Regions from separate parts of the Arabidopsis thaliana genome. Here region 1 is linked to region 2. A link is a contact called in public capture Hi-C data. All regions are on one chromosome and are shown on one strand. The core of a region is the stretch at or near the end of the contact, and the rest is flanking DNA. Distances in the headings are between cores, read along the strand shown.

Evidence for each region. Capture Hi-C pulls out chosen DNA fragments and counts their contacts.
Region 1: a capture Hi-C map of seedling shows a contact between it and region 2, with 2.9 times the contacts expected there. The contact joins the promoter of CAS1 here to the promoter of GRF6 in region 2. A contact is called at or near these places in 1 of 26 Hi-C or Micro-C datasets (root) and 1 of 3 other capture datasets (seedling).

Annotation. Positions count from the first base shown.
Region 1 is chr2:2,921,670-2,926,510 of TAIR10.1, reverse strand. It overlaps CAS1 (cycloartenol synthase 1), which reads right to left and starts at 2,151. Exons shown (of 18, transcript NM_126681.3): 1 at 1,685-2,151; 2 at 705-890; 3 at 536-625; 4 at 175-369; 5 at 1-71. The coding sequence starts at 1,882. It also overlaps AT2G07042.
Region 2 is chr2:2,422,790-2,427,691 of TAIR10.1, reverse strand. It overlaps GRF6 (G-box regulating factor 6), which reads right to left and starts at 1,516. Exons shown (of 3, transcript NM_001335301.1): 1 at 1,157-1,516; 2 at 844-1,063; 3 at 369-755. The coding sequence starts at 1,469. The coding sequence ends at 437. It also overlaps the pseudogene AT2G06190.

The sequences.
Region 1 (4,841 bases), core at 902-3,401, 500 kb before region 2:
AGGAAATATGGGAGAAGCCATATCTCAGGTGGCAGTGGGTTATTTCCGGACCATTCAAAAGCTCCAAGTACCTTTATTTACAGTATTAGCAGATCCAAGCAAAAAGATGAGTCAAGTAACAGAAATTTTCATACGATAACTTTAAAGGACAGATAGAGGTCAAAACTTTAGTACCGATAGCCACATTTTCCCCCAAGATGTAATATTGGTAGCACCACCATGATTTAGTATCCAGTCTCGTCCTTTCTCCATATCTCCATCTCCATCGTTAGGTCCTTCTCCAAGCAACCTTAGAGTAACATAGTTCAACACAGACCCAAACATGGTGCTAGGGCCCTCAATATGTAAACCCCAACCTCCGTCCTCATTCTGAAACCACATGCCACCAATAGTGCAAATTAGTTTAACAATTAGAAAGTAGAAGACGAAAATCTTTGAAACAGAAAGATGTGTAAACATCTATTTTGCGATGGAAAATCCAAGTACAGCATTGCAAGGAAACAGAATTATAGTAAAGATACGAGAAATTTCTTGCCTGGTGATTATAGAGATAACGGCGCATTTCTTGTTTATGTTGTTCCGACAATACTGTATTCAGTGCTCCAGTTATGGAGAGTGTAATTATCTGTAATCAAAAGTAGTTTTTGTCAAGTTTTCCGTAAAATTTGCAAAAGAAAGCTTAGGCACGAAACATATGAACTGACCAGTCCTGGGAGAAGAAACATAGGACCACCATAATCACCTGGCCAGTGCCCGTCGTGTGCCTGTATAGTTGAATAGAAATCTAGACCCCTCTTTAACGTGGTTTCCACCATCTCCTCTGTAACATCATCAGTGTCTTCGATTTTGACTTGAGGTAAAACTGGGCTAATCAAATTTTCTCTTGAAAACTACAAACAGAGAAAGAGAGAGAGCGATAACTATTGGATTAGAAATGGTTGAATATCAGATAACTGTAATCTGTCAAAGGAGTGTGATAGATTAAGCCCTCATGGGATATATCATAGGACAGCAGAAAATTAAGAAGAAAATTAAAGGCTGGACATCAGAGAATTGCAATCAGTCGAAGAATTGCCATAGATCAGGCCCTGATGGAATATCATAAAATTAAAGAGAAAGTCATGGACTCAAAGACTAATAAAAATAATGAAAGCCAAATGATTACAAACTATAGAAACACAAGAGAGTACAATAGGTAGTAAAGAGAAGCCTTCAAATAATGGTAGCAATAAGTTAACACAGATATTCAGATCTCAGCTTTAGACCAAATGCATAACTGGTATCACAACTCTCCCGTTGTAAATAAATCAGTAAAAGAATCATATGGCTTTGTTAGTTTCTCTAGATTGGGATTGTTTTTTCACTTCCATTGAGAAAATGGCGAAGGTAGATTAACTCTAGTTTTTGTTGTTGTATATGCTCTGTGTACTTTTCCATCTATTGTAAACTAGACTCTCCTACATATCCATGGAGTAAGATACAATCAAATCTAGTTACAAGCTAAGTTCACATGCTCCTATCACCTTGAATTGATTTCACATTACAAGTCAAGTGATGAATTAGATTAACTTCAATGTGATGAAGCAACACAGTCCTAAGTATCACTGACTAAAACTTGCGAGATTCGTCACCAGTCAAGACCACACTAAAGTCAACGGAAACAAAGAGAAGCCAGAGATAATACCTGAAGGCGCATAAGCAGATCGGCGCTATGTTTCTGCACGAATCGATTATCCGAAAAAGACTTCCTAGCTTCTTCGACGGCGGCGAGATCCTCAGGAGTACCGAGATTCGGATCGAACTCCCAAAACTGTCTTCCGACGTGATTATTGGTGGTTCTAAGCCATGGACTACCTCCTTCCGCGATCTTCAGTTTCCACATTATCGCTCTCTCGAGAGGGAAAAATATGCCGTTTGATCGGAAAATGAGTTTGAATCAACGATGGATTCTAGAGATTCAGTGAGGAGAAAATCGGAAATTTGGCTATTGTATATTGTGGATGAAATCGAGGATCGAAGAAGAAGACAGAGATGCAGATTTGTGCCAGATGTGTACAATACATCGAATAGAGTGAAAGGATGTGGAACCAACTATAAAGTTAATAGAATAAATAAAATGCTGATTTGTCACGTGATTTCGATATATTTAGTCGATTTCAAGTAGTTGCATTTATATTTTTGGATCTCTTTCCTTTTATTTATGACTCACGGTCGCTTGTTCTAGAGTTCAGATATGTTTAAAAAAAGAAAGAAAGAAAAAAAATCATAGATAATTTGAAAGAAATGTTGAGAATCCAACCGAATCGAAATCTACCAAAATCGAGATTTGATTCTAAGAATATCATCATATATATTTATAAACATTATTATAATTTGACTGTTGAAGTTTAAGATTATTTTAACGTAGTAATGTTTTTTAATTCGTTTTTATGAGAGTTTATTATAAATTTTTTTATTACATTTTGGTTTTTTATTTTTATATAACAAACTAGATTCTGACCCGCACGTACTTGGAGATTTTATATTCTAATAAACATATTAGAATAATTTTTAGTGATATATATATTGTAGTGTATAAATTATAATGTACATAGAAAAATGTATAGTGTTATTTATGACACAATAGCTAATGTTGTGTACCGCATATTATGCGGGTTGTAAGTATTATCGTATGGTTTTTTATTAAAGTTTGTATATGTTTTTTTGTGTTAGTGAATTAAATTATAGTATATATATATATATATATATATATCATAAACTTGTCACTTATCATTATATTTAAAAATATAAGATGTGTGGAAGGTAATGTAAAAATAATAGTGTTTGCAAAAAGTTTTAGTTAAGATTGTTTTTTTTGTTAGTGAATTATATAAAAACATATATATCATAGGTTCCGATTGATAACCACTTTTGAGGAAAAGAATGAGTAGGAAAGTGGTGTTCTTCTTTGTTCCTTAGTTTTTTTACCATTTACAACGTATTTTTGTTCCATTTTCAGACATGTGGGTCCTACATTTTTCATCATCATTTTTCAAAAAAAAAGGAATGATAGAACAAAATTGTTCCACCCCAAAATTGTACAGGAACCAAGAGGAGCAAAAAAATAAAATTCGTTTTATTTATTAAATCAATTTAAAATAGCTTTATGATAATATTTATATTTCTATATATAATATTTTCTATATCTTTAGTATATATTGATATATATATATATATATACTTTTTTATCAAACTTTCAATTTAATGAATGTTATGAATTTATTTTAAATTAGTATAAATAAATGTTTTAAAGTGAAATTTATTTTAAATTTGTAATATAATTTAAATTTTTACTATAAAATAAATAAATGTTTTGAAGAGAAATTTATAATTTAATTTATTTTAAATTCATACAGAACTTTAATTTTAAATGAAATTAATAAACAAAATTCAATAAATGATTTTTTTAGTAATTCTTATGTTAAATATTAGTTCACCTTTTTGGTTACCATTTACCATAATCATTTTGTTCAATTCTTATGTTCCTCTTGGTTCCTACTTATGACTATTTTCCTTTTTTTTGTTCCTTTTTGTTCTTTTTCATTCATATTCCTATTGTTCTTTTTGTCATCACCAATCAGAGCCATAATGTAGTAACATTTCATTGGAAATTTTTATTTTGTTCTTAAAATTACTTTAGTACATACTTTTATTTTTGTTTGATTAGTTTTAATTTTTGAATAGAAATTTTGGTTATTTAAAGATTTAACGATTTTTGCATCATTTATTAATGTTTTATTTATATAAATAGTTTGATTTTGCTGATAACAAATAATTTTAACAGTTTTAGAAGTCTAATAGTTATAAACTTATAATAGAAATGTGTATATTTGTGAAAGAATATTAAATTTTAAACAGTTTAAACTTTCTATACAAAACTACAGTTTATAAATTAAAATTTACTTAAGTGACCCATAATTCAAGCTCTCTAACAAATATGCAAGCTCATGCCATTTTATTCAAAATATAAGTAATCCTATCACCTTTCATTTGCTTTATAACCAAAATAGATTTGACATATGAATATATTTTTAATAATTAAAATTTCATAATCAACTTAAAAAAAAAATAGATGTAGTAATCTACAAAAAGTATAAGTCCTAGAGGTTCTGGACCATTTCCAACACATTTTCTTATTAAGATAGTAGATGTTAAAATTGGTAAGTCACTGGCCCATTAGTCAAGGAGAATAAACTTTTGTTGAGCCGATTAGTACTCCTACACCCATTTAATATTTTCAAATTAATTTATTTATTTGTACAGATTTTTATTTTAAAAACAATCGTTGTCGTCTTATCTTCTTCCCCATTTTGTTTCAAAATTAGGGCTTCCGATTTCGCAGTGCTCACCTTCTTAGGTATCAAAAATCTTTTGAATTTGATAATTTAGATTGAAATTTAGTGCCTTCCGAGCTAGGATTCATGATTTTAAATTGGTTTGATGTATCTCCGGTGATGGTTTCCTTAGCTTCGGACCTTCGGTTTTTCCGATTAATTGCTTCCTTGTCTCTGAATTAGCTGAGTGGCGTTTGATTGAAGTTTTACTTTCCTTTGGGGCCTTTTCTTATGTCTTGAGTTAGAGAAGTGTTATTTTCTTGTTGTATAGTTTCTTACGGGTTATGATCAAAATTTGTGTTTCTTTTTGTCCCTTTTTAACTTTGTAGTTTGAAAATGCCTCGGTATGATGATAGCTATAGGAACACTCGTCTTTTTGTTGGCCGCTTATCATCTAGAACTTGTACCTGAGATCTTGACCATCTTTTTAGCAGAATACTAAAGGTAACAGAGTCTTCTATAATGCTC
Region 2 (4,902 bases), core at 267-2,766:
AATTGCAAAACCTGTCTTTTTTTTACTCTTTTCTTATTTTCTTCATCATTTTTTTCTATAACATAACCTTTAAGAAAAATTATTTACTGTTTTAATTATAAAAAAAAACTATTTACTATCCACAGTAAATAGTTTAATGAACAAGTTTCTGACAAAAAGAATCAGAAATAATTAATTACAGAAACATGAATTGATAAATTTGTTGCTAATCAATGACTTAGTGACATCGTACTATCACTAATATTGACAAGAGATGAGCAGAAACAATTTAAACATTGAAACCAAACTAATATAACTACTTTACACAAGTTAAATCTTTTATGCTAATATAATGCATGGATCACAAAAAGAAACTCCTAATTAAATTAGACAAAAAAAGAGAGAATTTGCATTACCATCTTAACAAGAAATACAAGGTTATAAGAACAAAAGATGATCAAATGAAGAGTGAAGTAGAAACAGAAGATTTAGAAGAAGGCCATTCATCAAGAAACCTATAAAACCTCTTGCTTCCTTGCTCTTCTTCATTATCATGATCTCTTTGTTTCAGCTTCTCCTCTAACATCAATGGCCTCTCACGTGTCCTCAAGTCAGTACCAAGGATGAAGCAATGTCGATCCGGCTGCTTCTCCTCGTTGTTGATGCCTCTACATGAGCCATCATCATTATCTTCCATTGCTGAGCCAGAGCAGCTTTTGATTGACCCGGAAGGTTCTATGGAGAAGAAATCATCCATGTATCCACTTCTTCTTCTTCTACTTTCAAACATGTTTTGAAGATAAAAAATAGTCAATCATTGTGTTGTCATTAGAGTAAAACAGAGGAGGAAGGTGTGTTTGAAACCTGGAAGAAGAGTCGAGAAAGAGATTTGGAGTGAATTGAGTAGGAGGAGGCTTTCTTGAGGAAGAACGGTTCTTGCCTCTATGCATATGTCTCTCACAGTACTTAGAGTCAGGGTAAGCTTCTTTAGAGCATCTCCATTTCTTGCCATCAGTTCTTCTACATCTTCCTGGCTCTGCATCTATCTTTCTTCCCATTCCCATCTCATACACATTCCACCCAACTGAAAAAAAAGAGTCAAATTCGTTTACATTATCACCAAACCCTAAGGATAACCATCATAGAGCACAAAGCAAAGAAGATAAAGTGTGCTTACAGTGTGGAGAAAGAGTGGGAGAGAAGAAGCTTGAAGAAGAAGATGAAGAAGAAGAAGAAGAGAAGAGAAAGGGTCTTTTGATGAGGAAGAGAAGATGAGGTGGAACAGGCATATTTGCAGCTAAGTACTTGAACACAAGAGCTTGGTTTTCAAGTTCTTCCCATTGTGATTCTGTGAATGGAATCCTTGTAGCCATGAAGAGAGAAAGAGAAAGAGAGATGAAGAAGAAAGAGAGATTAAAGATTGGGATTTGTATTGGAAAATTGAAAGTGTAAGAGAGTAGTAGGTATGTTTTTATTGATAAAGTGTCCATTGGTCACCTGCAGTCTGCAGAATCTCTGTGCTTCATGTCCTCTTCTTGTTTATTATTCCTTTTTCTTATTTCTTAAAATTTTCTTTTCAGCTTTAGTTTTGGTTTTATCTTAAGCACCATTTCAGGTTTTTCTTTTCCTTCTTAAAAGCTAAATTTTGTGACAAGGGGCATAGATAACTTATGTTTAATTTATTTACGTATTATATTCAGGAGTTTGTAACTTTTGTTTGCGTTTAGAAAAACGAGAAAATTTGGTAACCGAAAAGAGAATCTACCAAGTTACATACGTATACGTAAACAATATCCTTCGGGATTGACTCTATTAAGTTCTAATTATTTTTGGTTGACAAAAAAAAAATCTAACAAGTCATGAAACTTAAGAGGTAAAGTTGTGTACAAAATAATAAGACATTAAAAATTTCAGCTCTAATGTTGGGTTGTTATGATATCTTTTGAGTCATATAACTTATATCTCAAACTTTAGTATATGTGAGAAAGAAAAAATAAGAAAAAAAAAATACTTATTTGTGAAAGAAGCTTGAATTTAACCCTACAATATTTAAGATGTTTTTAGCATTTATATTCGATCCTAAATATAGTAAGTAAATAGCCAAGTGAGAGGATTTATGTCCCTCTTCTATTCTTCTTAATGTTTTAACTATAAAAAAAGAAACATGTAAGCATATTGCAACTATTACAAAGATCGTTATAAAGGTTTAGCTAACCACAAAGAACATTCTCTTAATCATTCATTATAGTATTAGAAAATAAAATGAAAGAAGTCCAATTGTAATGAGTTTATAAATTTTGAATTATACCAAATCATTATTTTTGTTCTTCAATCAAATAAACCGTATCGTGTAATGTGACATCTTTGGTTAGATAGACGACTCGTAGTACTCGTAGCTCCAACACATTCGACATTTATAAAATTAAGTGTACACGGTCCACTTGTGTTAAAAACACTATGCATGAATAATAAATTGTTTTGAATAAAAAATATTTATGAGAATAGAAGTAAAAAAGTTTGAGAGAGAGAGAGGGAAAATAATGAGTGAGTCTGCAAACTCTGAAAACTTCTGCACTCTCTGCGACTCTTCCCTTTCACAGCTCTCACTCACTCCCATACACACCCATCACTCATGCCACATCTCTTTCTCCCTCTTTTATTTTTGTTTTCTTTTGAATTTTTCTAAATTATTTTATATTTCTCAAAAGAAAAAAAACTGTGATTATTTTAATTATCTTTTTTCTTTGTTAAAGATTATTTTAATTATCAAAATTTAAAATTTTGTTCATGCCTATGTAAATAATTCATTTGAAGTCGGTCATCAAATGAAGTTAGACCCAATGCATTAACAGATGGTGGGGGTTTGTGAAAAAACCTCAGAAACTTACACTTCATAAAAACATGATTTATTTTCTTAGGAAAACCTCTAATACTAAAAATACATCTAAATTGATCATATAAATCATGTTTTTTATCCAAAAATATATAAGGTTGATAAATTAACTATATTTAAAAAGACTATATTTGAGACGTAACGATTTAAAAATATTTAGGCAGTTTTTTTTGAAAGATTAGAAACGATTATGTTGAAGTTATAAATAAAAGGTGTTTCACATAATACATACTCATAAATAAAGTTAATAGCATCTTAATCGTCTTCAATTTCTCTTTTATATATGAGACCGATTAATTTCCATGTAAAGATTATTTAATATTGACGGGAAGCAAAACATAAAGAACACTAAGCACATTAACGATGTTACTTAAAATTTTAAAAAGGAATATAAACAAACTGTTTTATTTGGGTAATTATGATTACTTTTTTCTTCATTTATTTATATAGAATTAAAATACTTACGGAGTCGGAACCTCTAGGAATAGCAATCACTATGCCTAAACATGAATCAAGTTCGCAAGCGTCGAATTTGAAAGGTTGAAACTTTGGAAATCCACCAGATTAGAGAAAAACTCTCTGCTTTTATTAATTAAAATGATAAAACGTGTCGAGCAAAAAACTTAGGGTCTTTCTATATATAGAGAAGAAACCAAATCATAAAATAGAAAACTCTAAGCAAAATAGAAAACTTGAAATAAGGAAATATGAAAAGAAATGTAAAACTGCTAAATCTCTCCTACATCAGTCTCCTCCACCTCTGAAGAACTTGTCCTCAAGTTCTCTTCTGGATAAAGGACCCCGTCTGCATGATACTCATGAATGTCAGCTACGTTGAAGGTATTGGAAATGTTCATTGATTTCGGGAGAGCCACAACATAAGCATTATCATTGATCTTCCGCAACACCTTAAACGGGCCATACTTGCGAGGCTTTACCTTGTTGTACGTTCCAACTGCAAATCTCCCTTTACGAAGGAGCACCATCACATCATCACCTTCTTTGAAAACTTTGAATCTCCGACGTTTATCAGCAGCGACTTTGTTCTTTTTCCCGGTAGCCTCTAACTTAGCTTTGACAACTTCCTTAACAACTAAAATCTCTTCAGCCATAGTTTCAGCTGATGCACTTACCCAAGAGCCTTTGGTAACTTAACCAAATCAACCACATGTACAACACTGTTGTAAGCAAATTCTATTTGAGGCAAAGCTAAATCCCATTGCTTTGGATTATCCCCGCATATACTTCGAACCATATTTCCCAAGGTTCTATTAGTTACTTCGGTTTGCCCGTCGATTTGCGTATGAGGTGTAGAACTTCGATTAAGAGCTGTTCCAAACATCCTCCACAGAGTAGACCAGAAATGACTTAGAAACTTTGTATCCCTATCCGAAGTGATTGACTTAGGAACCCCGTGAAGGCGCACTACCTCCTTGAAAAATAGTTTGGCTATGTTGGATGCATCAGCGGTCTTCTTGCATGCAATGAAATGTGTCATCTTGGAAAATCTATCAACTACGACAAACACAGAATCCACACCCCGTTGTGTACGTGGCAATCCCAACACAAAATCCATAGCTAAATCTTGCCAAATATCATCACGAATGGTAAAGACATATAAAGACCAATATTTTGAGATTGACCTTTGTGGGTTCTGAAATCCATACTAGAGATTTGTAAATAGATTTATGAGAAAGGAGGGCTAGATCTTCACAAGAACTTTGAAATTTATATTGCTGAAAACGAATAAACTTTTGTATTGATGATAGTAGAGCTTTTACAATGTAGAATGAGATTACAAGTGTAAAGTATAAGTGTAAGTGTTAAGCTGAATGTATATGTCTTCCAAGTCGTCCTTGCTTCCTTACATAGATCTACGCACGTGGGTAGCTCCATCCGAGATCCGCGGGGATATTCTCCTGGATATTCGGCAGGTTAGTTCCGAGATATCAGGTCCGCTCCGCGAATATCTCCTGGTCAGTTCCTAGGTTGTTATTCGCTTATCTCCCTTCATCAGGTAACTAGGCTTA